2 separate regions of the Sus scrofa genome follow, and region 2 is linked to region 1. A link is a contact called in public HiChIP or PLAC-seq data. All regions are on one chromosome and are shown on one strand. Each heading gives the region's core, a stretch centred on a gene start, on an enhancer-like site or on the middle of the called end of the contact. The rest is flanking DNA. Distances are from core to core; before and after follow the strand shown. Region 1 holds the start of NUP214 (nuclear pore complex protein Nup214). Region 2 holds the start of FAM78A (protein FAM78A).

Region 1 (2,995 bases), core at 19-2,518:
TTTCTGGCCATGGGCTCAGCTTCTTAGAAGTTCCGCTGTTTCCTCTCTGAAAGACCAAATCTAACTAATATAACCAGCAACTTGGGGGCTGCCAATATGGCTTCACCCCTGCCATTGGAAAGGAGGGAGTGTATGGGGCAAATTCAGGTGGATGCAGTATGTGTGTATGTATGCATGTGAGTGTGTGCGGTACCAGATATCTCTACAGAATGGAAATAAAACAAACTTATCAACGTCTTGATTGGTGTATTTTGGGGGTGGTTCTGGGCCTTAGTAAACTGAGAAGCACTAGCTGATATAGTGACAGACTAAAAGAATGTGTCCTGTGTGCCAGGTGCTGTTAAACGTTGAACTTCCTTTGCTTCTCATAGCAACCCCATGAGTAAGGTTCCATTATGTCATTTTTGTTTGAGAAATGAGAAGCAGGCTTGGAGCAGATGAGGAGTCTGCTGAAAACCAAGCAGTGACAGAATACGTACCCCTCCCCCCATCTTCCCGGGAGCTGATCACAGCCTCCAAGCTAAGAATCTCTGTCCTAGAGCATTTACAGTTCCACTGCAAAAATCTCTACGTAGGACTGTGTCATAGTCAGCAATCAGTATATTCAGACAAGCCGAACTCTAATCCTGCCTTCACCACTTGAGGGGCACTGGGGAATTTTCTTAACTCCTCTGTGCTTCCAGTCACCTCAATCAATTAAATGGCAGTGACAACCCCTAGGTGACTACTGAAGAGTAAACAACACATCTAAAGTGTTTTGTGGGAGTTCCCGTTGTGGCACAGCGGAAATAAATCTGGCTAGTATCCAGGACCATGCGGGTTCCATCCCTGGCCTGGCTCGGTGGGGTCGGGGATCTCGCGTTGCTGTGGCCTGCTGTGTAGGCTGCCCGTTGTAGCTCTAATTAGACCCCTAGCCTGGGAACTTCCATATGCCACACAGGCGGGGCCTAAAAACCATAAATTAAATAGTGTTTTGCCCAGTTTTTGGGCCCTTGCACCGGAAACGATTACCTTGAAAGGCGTAAACAAAGCTAATCACTGGTGCCCTCTAATCTCCCCTTTCAGCCATTAGACACAGAAGAGTCTCGCTGGCGACACCCACCTCACCAACTTCCCGCACTTTTCCCTCCACTCTCCCGGCCTCCAAAGCCCTTCTCAGGAGCTGCCCCTTGGAAGTATTTGTCAAGTTCCTAACTTCTCTACAATTGGAGCTATTAATAACCACCTACATCCACAGATTACAGTGTCGTTTCCATTAAACGAGCGTGGAGGCCCTGCAGGTGCACCGCTCAAAGAACGAAAGCGAAACCGCGCCACCTGCTAAAGCGGCTGCTGCAACCGGACCTCCCGCGCGCAGGCGCCCCAGCTCCCGGGCCACGCCCCCTACTCGGTCCAAGCCAGCCAATGGGAGGCGGCGGCCAGGAGGGCTCAAGACTTCAGAAGGGCCCTCAGCCTCCCTTCACAGGTCCGCGGACCGAGGAGCTTGACGTCACCAATGCGCGCCGGAAGTACGTAATCTGCGGAGCGCTGCTCAACCTGAAGAAAGGAAGTTGGCCTGGAAGCGCCTGGGTAGTGTTGGCGAGGCCCCGGGCAGCCGCGGTGGCTGCTTTGACCAGTTGAGAGCGGCGAGATGGGAGACGAGATGGACGCCGTGATCCCCGAGCGGGAGATGAAGGTCAGACACTGGCCGGGGCCTCCCCCCCTTTCTTAGTTCAGGTGTTGCCTGCGAGACGCGAGTGTCGGCTGCCCCGCCCCCCGCCTGCAGCTCGAACTGTTTGCCGGGCTCACGGTTCTCACCAACGCGTCCTGGAGAGCTCTGCCGTGCCGCCGGCGTAAAAGCCCCACTGAATGCAGTTTTGCCGCCCTAGTTGGTCTTGTCTGAGCTTCTTGAGTTATCCTAACTACGCTTTTTTTTTTGGCCGCGCTCGCGGCTTGCGGAAGTTTTTGGTCCAGGGATCGAACCCGAGCTGCTGCAGTGACAACTCTGGATCCTTTAACCGCTAGACCACAAGGGAACTCTTCTCCTACCTACTCTAATGTGGTGGTCGGAGTAGTGGTCATAACCACTGTGTATCGAGCGTTTGCTTTATGCCAGGCACTGATAATTATCACAGCAACTTACGAAGTGCTTGTTAATATAGAGTAGCAAGTTGAGGCTCAGAAAGTAACTTGCCCAAAGCCTCATTTGACAAGCGTGCAGAAATTTAGGTGTTTGTCGTTAGTGTTTTCAAGACCCTCTCTCAGGTGCCAGTACTTCTGTAAGGTGGTCCAGGCTTGCCCGTTCATCACTGAACCTTGTAAGAGCTTTAGTTAACTGGAACTGGAGGACTCTTTTGGTCCTGGAAATCAACCTGAAGTCAGAACACTTGAGCGGGCCAGCTGAGCCAAATGATGAGAGGGAATTCACAAGAAAACAGGACTGTGTTGTAGGAAGACTTTAGGTATCTGAACAACTAATCACTGAAGTGCATTTAAAGCGTAGTAATCCATACCATGTTTAGAGCTGTGATGCTCTCTTTCTCCTTGAGAATCACTGCCCTGGATGAGCCACCCAGTGAGTGTGCCATGTTCCTCAGATATGCTGGGGCAGAAGGATGAAGAGGTTTAAGAACAACCACCTTCCTGGGTTACTGGTTACAAGACCCAAGTAGGGGAGTTCCCGTCGGGGCCCAGTGGAAACAAATCCGATTAGGAACCATGAGGTTTCGGGTTTGATCCCTGGACTCACTTAGTGAGTTAAGGATCCGGCGTTGCTGTAACTGTGGTGTAGGCCAGCAGCTGTAGCCCCGATTGGACCCATAGCCTGGGAACCACCATATGCCACGAGTGCAGCCCTTAGAAGACAAAAGATAAAAGACAAAAACAAACCAAAAAGCCAAAACAAGACCCAGGTAGGATATTTGGGATTATCAGGATGAGAATTAACAAAAAGATTCACAATTTTGTGGTCTCACTTGGAAAGCCATGTGGATTTCTGATCCCTATACTTGGTTGA
Region 2 (3,109 bases), core at 222-2,721, 150 kb after region 1:
GCAGGAACCCCAGGGGCCAGGGACAGTGGAAGGGAAGGTCCTAGAGCCAGGACCCCAGTGTGAATCAGCAGACAAGCCCTCTAGTGCCCCTGGCCAAGGAGGCTTCAGAGGCCACTGCCATGTCTGCCTACCGCTCCCCTCTGGCCTTGGCGAGACCCCTCTGGAACGCCACCCACACCCCGGCCTCCCAGCTCCCCGACCCCAAGCGGCCCCTGGAGCTTGCTCCTAAGCGGTACTCACATGCCCTGCTCCCCATACTGGTTGTAGAACTCCATGTGGCTGCACGCCTGAATCCAGCCAACTATCCAGGTCTCCTTCTTGGGGATGGGTGGCATGACCACCTGGGCAGAGGCACGGAAGTGGGGTGTCCGGTAGCGGAGCACCACGCTGGAGGACTCATCGATGCTGGTGGGGATGGGGTCGATAGAGGCCTTCACGTCAATCACCGTGATGCCTTCCCGGAAGACTCTGGCTTTGCCCCCGATGCTCTGAATACAGCCCATGGCACACAGTACCGCTCTGATCTCCAGGGAAGGCCAGCAGTCCCAGAGGAAACTGGGCATTGAAAGGACGGAGGCTGCGGGACCCAGTGCAGACGGTACTGCTCTCCAGTCTCAAATCTCAAGGCCGATATCCATAGGATAGAAAACTCACTGAGCAGAGGGGCTTTGCATATCACTACCTAGGGCCTGTTTTTATAAATAAGGATTTTGCTGCATTTCAAGGGCCTTGGGTTCTCTCTTCTTCTGCTAGCAGTGGACAAAAATCACCGATATTCTTTGGGTTAAAAAAAGGAGAGTTTGGAGGTTAGTGGATAATCATATTGTTCAGACATCCAGCCCTTCCGTGCCTCACGCGTGGGGAACGCAGCTCAGAGACGCTCCCTGAAGTCTTGGGAGAAGAAGGCAAATGCCGGCAGACACATAAATAAGGAAGGCTCCGGCGGTCCCCTGCGCGGTGCCGCCACCCTCGCTGCACAAGATCGACTTCCTGCCCTTCTGCCTTCCGCACGCGCGCTCGGGGCACAGGCAGCCGGCCGCTCGCCCAGCCCGGCCGAATCAATGGAAGAGCGGTAGATACTGTTCAATCCGCCGAGGTCCGGGCGCCTTCGGGGGCTTCCAGGAGGCGAGCTCCCGGCTCCGGTCGCCCGCAGCGTCCCCGAGGAGAGCGCGGCGCTGCGCGGGTCCCCGTCGGCGCCCACTCGCGGGCGCGGGCCGAAGCCCCCCACGCGAACGCACCGCGTCCCCTTCGCCGCTGGCGCTGGCGCTGCCCGCCGCCGTGCGGGGACCCGGGGCTGCGATCGGGCCGCTGCCTGGTTCGCCGCGGCCGCCGAGGACCTGGTGGGAGGTGGAAGGGACAGGGCGTCAAGGCCCGCCTCAAAGTTGAGCCGAACTTTGCTGCGGGGGGCCCGCGGGGCGGCGACGCGTGTGCGCAGGGCGCGGGCTGCAGAGCTGACGGCGCAGCTCTGGGCGGTCTCCCCGGAGGCGGCGCCCCCCCCCCCCCCGCTCCCGCCCCGTCAGTGGCGGGCACACCACCGCGCGCACCAGCGAATAATCGCCGCCCGTGACATCTCCGCTGACACCTCTCCGTCCGGAGGCGGGGTCGGGGGGCGACCGGCTGGCACTGCAGTGAGCCTTGTGGACTTTCAGGTCCTGGCACTGTCCCCACCGCCCCGCCGCCGGCGCAGCCGCCCCTTCCCCGTCCGGGCCCTTCTGGGCCCCTGGGGGCGCAGTGCCTCCCCGCAGGCGGGTCTGATCGGGCTCACGCCCCTTCCCGGGCCGGGGTCCCCCGACTCCGGAGAGTGCAGTGCCTCAGCCCCGCCGCGTCCGGCGCCTCTGTCCCCACCTCGCCAGCCCCGAGCGGCCCCCGATCCCCGCGCGTCCGGCGCGCTCGCCACTGCCGGGGAACTTTGGCGCGCACGCCCCCACCCGGGCAGCGCAGCCGACTCACCTGCCCCTCGGGCCGCTCCGCGTGCCAGGGCCGCCGCCCTCCGGACGCGCCTGACCCCGCCGCAGGCACGTCCTCCGGGCGCCCCCACCCCCTTCCCCGGGCAGGGTCCTTTAGCTCTACTGGGGTCCGGGGCCGGCGTGGGCGCCCCCGGCCCCCACGTTCTCCTAGCTCGGGCTGCTGGGGGGTGGCCGGGGGCGGAGGGGTGAGGCTGGTGGCTCTCTCGTCCCCACCCCGCGCGCCTGCTTTTATTTTATGATCATTGTGAGCATGCTGTCGCCGCTCAGCCCCGCCGCCGCGCCGCAGCCGCCTGGCGCGCCCCGCGCTGCCTGCTCTGCTGCAGCATCGGAAAGGCAACCAGGTCAAACTTTGCAGAAACTCAGCCCCTGCACCAGCCTGGCCCCGGGTCCGCCCGCAGCCGCCGGCCGGAGCGCAGCGCACGCAGGGACCGCCGCCCGCTCGCCGGCCCCGCGGGGATGCAGGTCCGCAGGCGGCGGCGGCGGCGGCGGCGGCGGCGGGCGGGCGCCGCCTCCTCCTCGCCGCCCGCCCTGCTCTCCACCCTCGCTCCCGCACTCAGCCCGCCTCCCCCTGATAATCCTCTCCCCCTCTCCCCCCTCTCGCTCCCTCGCTCTCTGCAGCTGCTGGGGGAGCTGAGCCTCTCCTTGCAGAAACGACATTTCCTTTCTGGCCGCCCCGGGAATTCTGGGTAGTGTAGTTCGGCTTCTGTCTCGGGTCCAGGTGGGCTGCTCCTCGTGTCCTTTGAACTCGGCAGGTTTTGCGGGGCTCAGGGCAGGCGGAGAGGGGTTGCGCTTCCCTGGCACTCCTGGCAGCAGTGGGGCCTGGCTGGGTGAAAACGGTGCAGGGCTCTGGGAGGCTCCAGGGCTGGGACGTTGGGGGTGGGGAGAGAAGTTTGAGGAGAGGGTCTCTGTGTTGCTGTGCTCTGTGCTGGGCATCTTGGCGCCCTGGCAGATGGTCAGGCCTGTTGGGCCCCAGCCGTGATGGGCACTGTACAGGCTTGATCATTTCATCCACCATCAGCCACCCCTGGGTAGGAGGCCTATCATGTGTATTTCACAGAGCAGGACTCCAAAGCTAGAAGATTCCGAGACTTGCCCAAGACCCCACCCAGGCAGGTGTCCCAACTGGAGACTGGGATCGAGGC

What was found. HiChIP or PLAC-seq counts read pairs in DNA pulled down with a chosen protein or histone mark.
Region 2: a contact with region 1 is called in an H3K27ac HiChIP or PLAC-seq map of alveolar macrophages. The contact joins the promoter of FAM78A here to the promoter of NUP214 in region 1. A contact is called at or near these places in 2 of 2 datasets of contacts at active chromatin or transcription factors (alveolar macrophages and skeletal muscle).

Annotation. Positions count from the first base shown.
Region 1 is chr1:271,102,570-271,105,564 of Sscrofa11.1, forward strand. It overlaps NUP214 (nuclear pore complex protein Nup214), which reads left to right and starts at 1,269. Exons shown (of 35, transcript XR_002337892.1): 1 at 1,269-1,675.
Region 2 is chr1:271,256,368-271,259,476 of Sscrofa11.1, forward strand. It overlaps FAM78A (protein FAM78A), which reads right to left and starts at 1,472. Exons shown (of 2, transcript XM_013993942.2): 1 at 241-1,472. The coding sequence starts at 563.